Linked DNA regions of Mus musculus: regions 1 and 2 are each linked to region 3. Evidence: chromatin contacts called from public ChIA-PET and HiChIP or PLAC-seq data. All regions are on one chromosome and are shown on one strand. The core of a region is the stretch at or near the end of the contact, and the rest is flanking DNA. Distances in the headings are between cores, read along the strand shown.

Region 1 (3,062 bases), core at 341-2,840, 370 kb after region 3:
TTCATGTTGTGGTGATTCCCAACCATAAAATTATTTCATTGTACTTCATAACTGTAATCTTTCTACTGCTATGAATTGTAATGTAAATGTCTGGTTTTCTGATGGTCTTAGGTGTCCCCTGTAAAAGGATTGTTTGACCACCAAAGGGGTTGAGACCCACAGGTTGAGAACTGCTGTTCTAGAACCTTCCATGTTTAATGTTTGCAGTTTTGCTGACTTTCATTGTCCTTGAGTCTTACTAAGAATTTGTCTTCCTTGGTGACCTGGGTATTCTGCTGTAGGTGATGTCAGACTGCCCTCTAAAATGTTCACTACAGAGGACTTTAGTCAGAGAGCATACCCCAGAGAGCGCCTGAGGCCAATGAGGAAACAAACCTCTGTGGAAACAAGCCTCTGCCCTGTGTTTAAAGTTAGCCTGGCACCTTCTAGCCTACCCAGAAAGCTCGATAAACCTCTCCTACTGAATGGACTTCATGAGATTCTACTAACCCTTTCTGAGTCCGTGACTGACACGGGAGCTTTGGGGATGTAGGCCTAAGGAGGACCAGCAGGACCCGCCACAGCAGACTTGGAGTCAACCTGCCGTACCAGCCTGCTCAGTGAATGAGGACAAGCAATGGGGTCCTTGTTCAGGGGAAGAGTTCGTGATTTTTCTAGCAGTGTGACCTAGAGAAAAGCCCAACGCTTAAACCAGTCAGGTCTATAATGTCCCTCAGGAGATGTGCCTACGGACGATAAACCAAGGGCATGGTGGGAGGTTCTTTTGATCTGAAAGGTGGCAGCATTTGATGATCCATACATACTCAGTCTGTGTCGTCTGGGCCTCCTTTACTGCCACCTAGGAGCACGGTGTGTGGAGCTGAGTGTGTTTTTGCCAACTTGACACAAACTGGGAAGAGGATCCCTCAATTGAGAAAATATCTCCATCTGATTGTCCTGTGGGGCAAATCTGTGTGTTTGTGTGTGGGTGTGTTTGTGTGTGTGGTTTTTGTTCTGATTTGTTTTGTTTGTGTGGGTCCTGGTTCTGTAAGAAAGCAGGCTGAGGGGCTAGAGAGTTATCTCAGTGGTTAAAAAACACTGACTGCTCTTCCAGAGGTTCTGGGTTCAATTCCCAGCAGCCACATGGTGGCTCACAACCATCTGTAAGGGGATCCGATGCCCTCTTCCTTTGTGTCTGAAGACGGCTACAATGTACTTATATACGTAAAATAAATAAATTCATCTTTAAAAGAAAAAAGGAAAAGAAATCAGGTTGAGCAAGCCAGTAAGTAGCGCCCCCTCCATGGGTCTACTTCAATGATAAGCTTTTACCTAGAACTTTACAATAAAATAAGATAAACGTTCTTTATTTCCCGAGTTGCTCTTGGTCAGTATTTTATTACGGCAACAGAACACAGAGCAGAACAGACTGATCAGTACAGCACCTTCCACATCCTGGGTAGCCAGGAGTTAATCTGTTTCTGAACAGAATCTATCTTACAGCACCTAAGCACGCCCAGGACGATGAGCCAGGGGGCGTTGCTCTCCACCCTCTCCTGCCTCGCTGCCTCTCTAGACTTTCCGTGGTCTCTTTGACTGTTGGTCCTGGTGTGGGGGCGGGGCTATAAACAAAGCAACAAGTGGCCCCGCCCCGGTGAGGAGGGCGGGGAGGAAGCTCTGTTCTGAAGGCACAAATGTGTATGTTGAATTGTGTGAGAGTGACTACAATTCCGCACTAAATTTAGTGTGAGCTTCCTGGAAATGGGGGCACAAAGGGAAGCTGGGTGGAGCGTGGGATTGTTGTCGGACAGTCAGCATACCGTTTAGCCCATAGGCAGTGGGCGGGCAGTTCTTCCAAGAGGAATATTTATTTATGTAAGGGATTGCTGAAGATCATAATAGAAACTACTTTCAATTGCTGGTTTTGTGAGAGTCGTGCTAATGTCCTTTGAAGGTGACATTTTGTAGACTCGCTAAGAGCTGGGGCGGAATAATGGGTCTTGACTTATGGGAGTCTTTCCTGTGGGCAGTTGAGCTGTTGCAGTCCAGGTAAATGGCTTTGTGGTGATGTCACTTTTGTGAAGGGAGAGGACAGAAACGACGTGAAGGACTTTGGATGTAGTCTGCCTTGTTGTAATACCCGCTGCCTCTGCTTTACTTCTGAGAGGTTCTGGATAGCCGTCAAGGTTGAGCAGTGTGACAGAAAGTGACGCGTGCTCACACCAGGTGAGCAGTCGTTCCCTCTGTGGCCTGTTACAAACACTAGGAACTTAGCTCAGGCCTTGTCCCAGTGGGAGATGGCATTCCAATTTTTTTAAATTTTATTTTAAAATGTTTATTAGCGGAGGGGAGTGCATTTGCCACAGTGTATGGGAGCCAAAGAAAAACTGAAGAACTCAGTTCTTCTCCTGCCACCCATGGCACACAGGACCGAACTCCTGTCAAGGTTGGTAGCAAGGGCCTTTACTGCTGAGTCATCTTGCCAGATTCATTCATCCTTCCTTCCTTCCTTCTTTTTAATTTTCTATTTATTTTTGCTTTTGCTGAGGCTCAAAGTCTGAAGGTTTCTCATTTTCCTAACGCCAGCCTGTGGGTTCTTAGTTAGTGCCGCAGGTGCCCGTGTAGGATCCTAGGCAGTGCCTGTGGACAAGCTAAGCAAGCATCCTTCAACCCCTTTCTCAAGACAGGGTTTCTCTGTGTAGACCAGGCTGACCTTGAACTCACAGAGATCCTCCTGCTTCTGCCTCCCAAGTGCTAGGACTAAAGGCGTGTGCCACCACTGCCTGGCTCAAGCATTGCCTTTTTTTCTAGAGGCACTGCTTTGCAGAAGTGTTCACACACATTGTGTTGCTTTACCGTGAGGATTAAATGAGAATTGTCAATCGGGCAAATAGCACAAGGCCTGGGGCTTTGCCACTGCTTACTTGAGGACCGCTGTTTTGTTTTGTTGGGGGCAGGGTCTTACGCTGTAGTTGAGGTGGGCCTGGAACTTGCTGTGTAGACCAAACTGACTTCCAGCTCCTGATCTTCCTGCCTCAACCTCCCAAGGTTACAACATGTGCCTCGTGCCCAACCAGGGTGGC
Region 2 (3,221 bases), core at 245-2,744, 430 kb after region 3:
TGTCATTGTGAGCCCCTGTGCTCTGCTTGCCTGAGCCCAGATCCCTTTCGAGGTAGCCAGGTTCTAGCCCTTCTGGCAGTATTCCTGCTTGTTCCAGGCCTCATTGCTATGGGAAGAGCCAGTGTGGTGGCTGTTCCCAGACACTTCTAATGTCTTCAGCTGGCAGCACAGCTGGTGAACACCTGTGTAGGGGGCAAACTCCCAGGTGGTGAACACCTGTGAAGGGGGCAGACTCCCAGCTGGTGAGTCAAGAGTACAGGGCCAGGAGCCTCAAGCCCCACAGAATGAAGTACTCTGTTCCTGGGAAGAATTCCAACATCCAGAAAAGTGTCCTGTGAGTTCCAAAATTGCTTGTTGACTCACAAGTTTGGCCCAAATAGAACGGAGTGAAAGTTTTCATTTTGTTCTTTTATTACTGTGAAAAACACCAGGAGAGCCCCCAAACAAGGGTGCATTCACAGTGGGTCTACCATTTGTAGGTAGGGGAGAAGCTTTCGGTAGAAAGGCCTCTGCCCACCATTGGGATGAAGGGGGTGTGGGTGCTCTCCTACTTGGGGTTACATCCAGAAGGAGCCCCAAGAGGACACCAGCAACCCATGAGCAGAACAGACAGGCTGAGCCCATGCCTGGACACGCAGAGTCTTTGCTAGACAGAAGTGCTCAGAATGGATAATTTGTGTGCATAAAAGTGTCACAGTCCTGAATTGGGCTCCCATGACAAGGGAAGTAGGCAGAAGGGAAAAGCCACACTGCCTAGGAGATAATGAAATGGAGAAGATCCAGGCCAGGTAGAACTTGTTTATCCTGGGGGCATCAGGAACAGGGTTAAAAAGGAGGGTCTTCCTAGTTCCAGCCTGAGCTCTCTAAAACTCCAAGGTTTTTTGGTTTTGTTGTTTTTTTTTTTTTTGTTGTTTGTTTTCTTTTTTTCACTTCATGAGCCAGCTCATGACTACTGGGGCCTATTTCTTAGGAGGAGAAATAGCATCATGTGTTCCCACCATGGGCCTGGCTCTATGCATGTAAGGTAGGTATCTGGCCTTACAGCATGTGGGTTAGCCAGTGCTGAGCACTCAGAGGAGAAGCATGGGAATGTAGTTTCTGTGGCAAACTGCCTGCTTAGCATGTATAACGCCCTGGGGTTTAGCCTCGGAACCACATAAGCAGGGCAGAGTGGTACACTCTTAGAACCCCAGCCCTCAGAAGGTTGAGGCAGGAGGATCAGGAGTTCAAGGCCTTCCTGAAGAACAGGACACCCTGTCTTAAAAAAAGGGAAATACTGGCAGGTTTGTGGTTGGCAAGAGGCATATTGGTACGTGGCTTGGGCCCTCAGAAGTGAAAGGGGGTGGTCTAGGTGGGTTTTTGACATGAACAGCCAGGCTGAGGCAACCCTGTGAGGGCTGCCTGCCTTATTCTCAGACTCCCACGTAGTAGAAGTGTGAACCTATGTGGGCTGGGGGTGGAGTTGAGTGTCTGAGGTGCTGAGTGATCTTCTTAACTGGGGAGGTTGCTTCTAGAAGCGTCTTAAGTCATGTTGAACCAGAACTACTGTACGGTTAGAGCAGTCAAGCTGCCTGGTGGTATTTGAGGTCAAAGACTGAGCTGACTATTAGACTATTGTGGTCTAAAAGAGGAAGTCGTAAAAGACAGCCCGTAGAGGAGAGCAGTGTTGTTGGAAAGAGACTGGAGGAAAGTCTACCAAGATGCTGTCTATTCAGGTGTGAAGTTCCAGAGTGGGCACGGTAGCATCACCCCGGTGTGTGGCCTTTGGGTGCCTCCTTAAGCCACTTTGCCTAGTAGTGACCTGTATGGGTCTCTATAACTATGGGGCTTTGCCCAAAGCAGTAAAGCTGTACAGCCAAGTTGCTCTTGGCTTAGTGTTTCATAACACACTCAAAACTAGGGGCTTTACCCATATTTCTAAATTTATGTTCATTTTTCTTTTGAGACCAAAGCAATTCTTTGGGTAGAAGGACAATACAAGGTTTTGCATTTTGATATTTTATTTAAAACAGTCCATTACAGCAGATAGAAATGTTTATTTCCCTGAAAGCTCTTTTTCTTCTTCTGCTTCTATGGGAGGGTAGAGTCAGGAGTGGACCCCAGGGCCTTGCGCATACCAGACAAGTGCCGCCCTGTGGATCTGCACACCCCCAGCCCTCTCATATCTTCTTGACAGTATCAGTTCAAGGTTCTAGTCTTGTTCCAGCATGTTTGGTTACGGAAATGGTTCTGTAGCTTGCCTTTGGGAATATGTGTTCTTTTCTTTTCTTTTCTTTTCTTTTTTTCTTTTCTCTTCTTTTCTTTTCCTTTCTCAAATCCCCAAAGAAGAAAACACAATAGGAACATTGAAGTTAAAATAATCACTTTAAACTCTTTTTAAAATAACAGGTTAAGATAATAGGAACATTAAAGTATTGAATGTCAATCAATTCATTGTACTTTGGTGTCTCCACAAGGTCACACCCCTTTATGTCTGTTGCAAACTTTAGCCTGCACAGTAGCCTGTGAAACCAAAGGGGGACCATTTAGGTCTGAAAGGAGGCAGGTCCTGGCCTGCCTCTGTCACATGGGCATCTTCAAAGAAAACATTTTTCCAGTGGGGCTGCCTGGTAGATTCTGCTATATAATTTTAAATGATGGGCTCAATATCCTTGTTCTGAATTGTTGAGGAATGTGTGTTCCTCAACAGGGTAAAAAATAGTGATGGGGCGGAGCCAGTTTGTCAGGGGAACTGAACCGACTCCCTTAACTCTGGGCATTACCTAGGCCTGCTCTACAGAGAAAAGGACAGTTTGCCATGAGTTGCTGTGATGCATGTGTGTTGCTGGTGTTACAGGTAAACGGGGATGAGGCTGCAGTACAAACTCCGTTCTGTTTGTCCTGGATCTTGTTCTGTATACCTTTAATGCTGACACCCAGGTTGACTGTGTGAGACCCATCATGAGAATGTTATTTAAAGTTGTATTATAATGTCACCTCCAATAATTATTCAGTACTGTAGTAGCAATGTGTTATTTGTAAGAATTTGGTTATTTTTTATACTTATATCCACTCTAAGTCTGGCGTTCTAGTCAGCAAACAATGATACAATAAAATTAGTAAGATTCCCATTGGCTTTCTCTTACAACAAGCAAACGAGAGTGTAAGTGGTTTGGTTTTTTTGTTTGTTTGTTTATCAGTGCACCGTTTAAATAGTTGAAGTGAATAGTGGACTCTAAATG
Region 3 (2,862 bases), core at 256-2,755:
AATGTATGTGAGCACACTGTCACTTTCTTCGGACACAGCAGAAGAGGACATCGGATCCCATTACAGATGGTTGTGAGCCACCATGTGGTTGCTGCGAATCAGGAGCCATCTCTCCAGCCCTTTAGAAAGATTCTTAACTGAATTCATCTCTGCTGCTTATTCACTGTGGGGCCTGGATTATTTAGCTCTTCTGCACCAATTTCCTCATTAACAAATAGGAGTATGAGAGTAATTCTCTCATATGGAATTGGGGGAAATAGGGAGATTGGGTTAGATCTGGGGGAGGGGAGGGTCAATAAGATGAATTGGGTAAATATGACCAAAATACATTGTATATCATTCTCAAAGAATTAATACAAATATTATACTCTTAAAAAGGATGATAATTTCTTTCTCTGTGGGTAAAAATGAGCCAAACCAAGCCAGATTAATATATATATAAAGTCAGGTTTATTGGGAAATGGCTCTCGGTTAGGGGCGTTCACTGGCCCAAAGAATGTGCCATTCAGGGAAGTTGCCATAGGGAGGGAGGGAGCTGAGAAAGAGAGCATGCAGAGGAGGAGGAGGAAGGGGAAGGGGAGAGAGGGATGGGGGGGGGAGAGAGAGAGAGAGAGAACAAAATGAATGATATCTGGAAAATATATGGAAGAGCCTCTGGGGGAAGGACAGCCCAGACCCTGGGCTGGGAAGGTTAAGGTAGAGGGTGTGGAATGCCAGGTAGGGACTGAGGGATGCTGGGAGACCCTAGAGGCCAGGTCTGCTTTGGTATGTAAAGTATGCACCTCAGCCTCTTGTCCACATCCGAGACCCAACAAAGAGAATTCATCTCAAAGCACTGTTGTAAATAAATGAGTGAGTGGATCTGCAGCTCTCAGAGCAGAGCTTGTCCAGGGAAAGGGTTTCTTTTTCTTTTTTTTCCAACATAATATTTTTATTGATTATTTGGGAATTCCATATAATACACCTGGATCACACTCACTTCCTAGCCCCTGCCCCTTTGCCCTCCCCAGGGGAAGTATTCCCTTTTGTTGTTTTTGGTGTTTGCACCTGAGGACACTGGTCCCGGTTTCTGGCCATGGCTGGCCCAGACATTACCTCAGTGGCTAGAAGGATGCTTGGATTCCTCATCTCTCCCCTCCTTCAGTTTCGGGACATTACGGGGCAGCTGCATTGTCCCCTGTACCAGTTCTCTTTGGACAACAGCTCTATTCCTACCCTTTGCTGGAGGCCCGGATCTGTTTTTTGAACTGTCAGCCAGGGCACCCGTGCCCCCCTTTACTGTACTGTGTGTCTGCCCTGCTGGGCTCTGGGGTTTGCTGGGCTCTGCCTTTGGACTGCGAGCTGGGTCCAGTACGATGGTTCCCAGATGCTGCTGAGCCGTCTTCCCCTAAGTGTCTATTTTCTTCTGGATGATCGCGTGGTGTGAAACCTCTATGGGTTAGCAAGGTGACCTCTGATCCCTGATGACCTCTGACCCCAGAATTAGACTGATCTGAACTCAACTCCAAGCTGCCCAACTAGGCAGATTCTTTAACTGTCCAAAGTCTCTTAACAAACAATTTACAGGTCTGTTAGGTTTGTGTGTGCACATGCACATTCTGGGTATTAAACCTGCAGAGTCAAGTGCTCTACAACTGGGCTCCAGTACTCAATTCAGCCTCAATTCAGATATTTGAAATAATAGAGGGGACCAGGCTCCCAGGAGGTGTTCACTAAATATGCTGCTTGCTCTACTAACTTATACTCTACTTTTCTTTGCTATGAACTATGGGGAGAAGGGCTGAGGGCTCATTGTTGTTAACACCCTTACCTGTGAGGGAGCTACCTCAGCAGGGTTGTTAGCCGCTAGCCACTAGCCAGGGCAATGACTTAGAAGTATTAGACTTCAGCAATGAGTTTGTGTTGAGCGGCTCCTAGAAATGAATTGATGTGGTCTCAAGATAAAGATGAGCTCATTTCCTTCCCTGGCCATACCACGTGATCAGTCTTGCACCTGCCTCTCCGCGTAACTTAACGTTTTTGGTTTTCTATCGTGCATTCCTGAAAGGTAGACACTCTAAGGGGTCATTGCCCTTTATAGGCTGCTAAAGCCTCATAGCAGACACAGCAGTAGTAGGTAGCTAGCCCCTGTGTCCCTGAAAGCAAGCAAGCCTAGGTCTACAAGATGTCAGGTAGGCTCTTGTCTGCCCCCAAAGGAAAGGCTGAACTTTGTGAATAAAGAGAACCTGGCCCCCGAGTGCTACTGTGGATGAAGTCATGCTCTGCATGAGATACTGCACTCAGATATTACACTGAGGTTGGGAATCTAGTTCTGTTGTGAAGTGTAAGATCAGCACCAGCACACACACAATAAATGCAAATGGAATGGGCATTCTGTATTGGGGTGGGGGGACCACCATAACCGGGATGGGGAGGAACAGCAGTTGGTGGTGACAAATTCTATTCTAGATGAGGGGAAAGGGGACAGTATGAGCAGGGCCAGTGCCCACTTGTAAAACAAACCAGATTTTTGCACAGGGCCAGTTTTAGTAAGCGCAGCAGCTGGAGTCTGAGGCTGGGAGCCATCAAGGGCTGGGGATTGTCTCTCTGCTTCCCTGCTTTAGAAAATGCTCCTGACAGAGGCCTCTGCATCCCACTGTCCTCAGAGAATGGGACTCTGCACACAGCCTGCATTCATTTGCCCTTTGAAGCATCTTCTGAGGCATGGAGCACTGAGTGGCGAAGAAGACACAGACGTATCCGCAGTGAAGTGCCTAAAGTATAACCCAATCTGGGCCAAATGTAGCCCACAGGATCCTAAAAATGAGACACGTGGGCACCTCCAGCCTCTAATTACACAGCGAGGATGACGCAGATTGGCTG

The links. ChIA-PET counts read pairs in DNA pulled down with a chosen protein or histone mark. HiChIP or PLAC-seq counts read pairs in DNA pulled down with a chosen protein or histone mark.
Region 1: a contact with region 3 is called in an H3K27ac HiChIP or PLAC-seq map of thymic regulatory T cells, with 5 times the contacts expected there. The contact joins two enhancer-like sites. A contact is called at or near these places in 2 of 484 Hi-C or Micro-C datasets (the HPC-7 cell line and bone marrow-derived macrophages) and 4 of 115 datasets of contacts at active chromatin or transcription factors (T-cell acute lymphoblastic leukemia, embryonic basal ganglia, regulatory T cell precursor and 1 more).
Region 2: a contact with region 3 is called in an RNA polymerase II ChIA-PET map of memory CD8 T cells, with 133 read pairs. The contact joins two enhancer-like sites. A contact is called at or near these places in 2 of 484 Hi-C or Micro-C datasets (liver and regulatory T cells), 8 of 115 datasets of contacts at active chromatin or transcription factors (SST interneurons, embryonic basal ganglia, large pre-B cells and 5 more) and 1 of 9 other capture datasets (embryonic stem cells).

What each region holds. Positions count from the first base shown.
Region 1 is chr16:33,712,856-33,715,917 of GRCm38.p6, forward strand. All of the region lies in intron 2 of Heg1 (heart development protein with EGF-like domains 1), which reads left to right. Among named protein-coding and RNA genes, the nearest start is that of Heg1, 30 kb to the left of the region's middle. Within about 2 kb of position 1,591, at least 131 of the 459 cell types and tissues checked have an H3K27ac peak or open chromatin away from gene starts, as enhancers often do. A contact at or near this core is called in T-cell acute lymphoblastic leukemia, regulatory T cell precursor and thymic regulatory T cells, where this site is marked.
Region 2 is chr16:33,768,442-33,771,662 of GRCm38.p6, forward strand. It overlaps a transcript of Heg1 not described here. Among named protein-coding and RNA genes, the nearest start is that of Muc13, 24 kb to the right of the region's middle. Within about 2 kb of position 1,495, at least 105 of the 459 cell types and tissues checked have an H3K27ac peak or open chromatin away from gene starts, as enhancers often do. A contact at or near this core is called in memory CD8 T cells, regulatory T cells and thymic regulatory T cells, where this site is marked.
Region 3 is chr16:33,341,831-33,344,692 of GRCm38.p6, forward strand. No RefSeq gene overlaps it. Among named protein-coding and RNA genes, the nearest start is that of 1700007L15Rik, 37 kb to the right of the region's middle. Within about 2 kb of position 1,506, at least 104 of the 459 cell types and tissues checked have an H3K27ac peak or open chromatin away from gene starts, as enhancers often do. A contact at or near this core is called in T-cell acute lymphoblastic leukemia, memory CD8 T cells, regulatory T cells and 2 more, where this site is marked.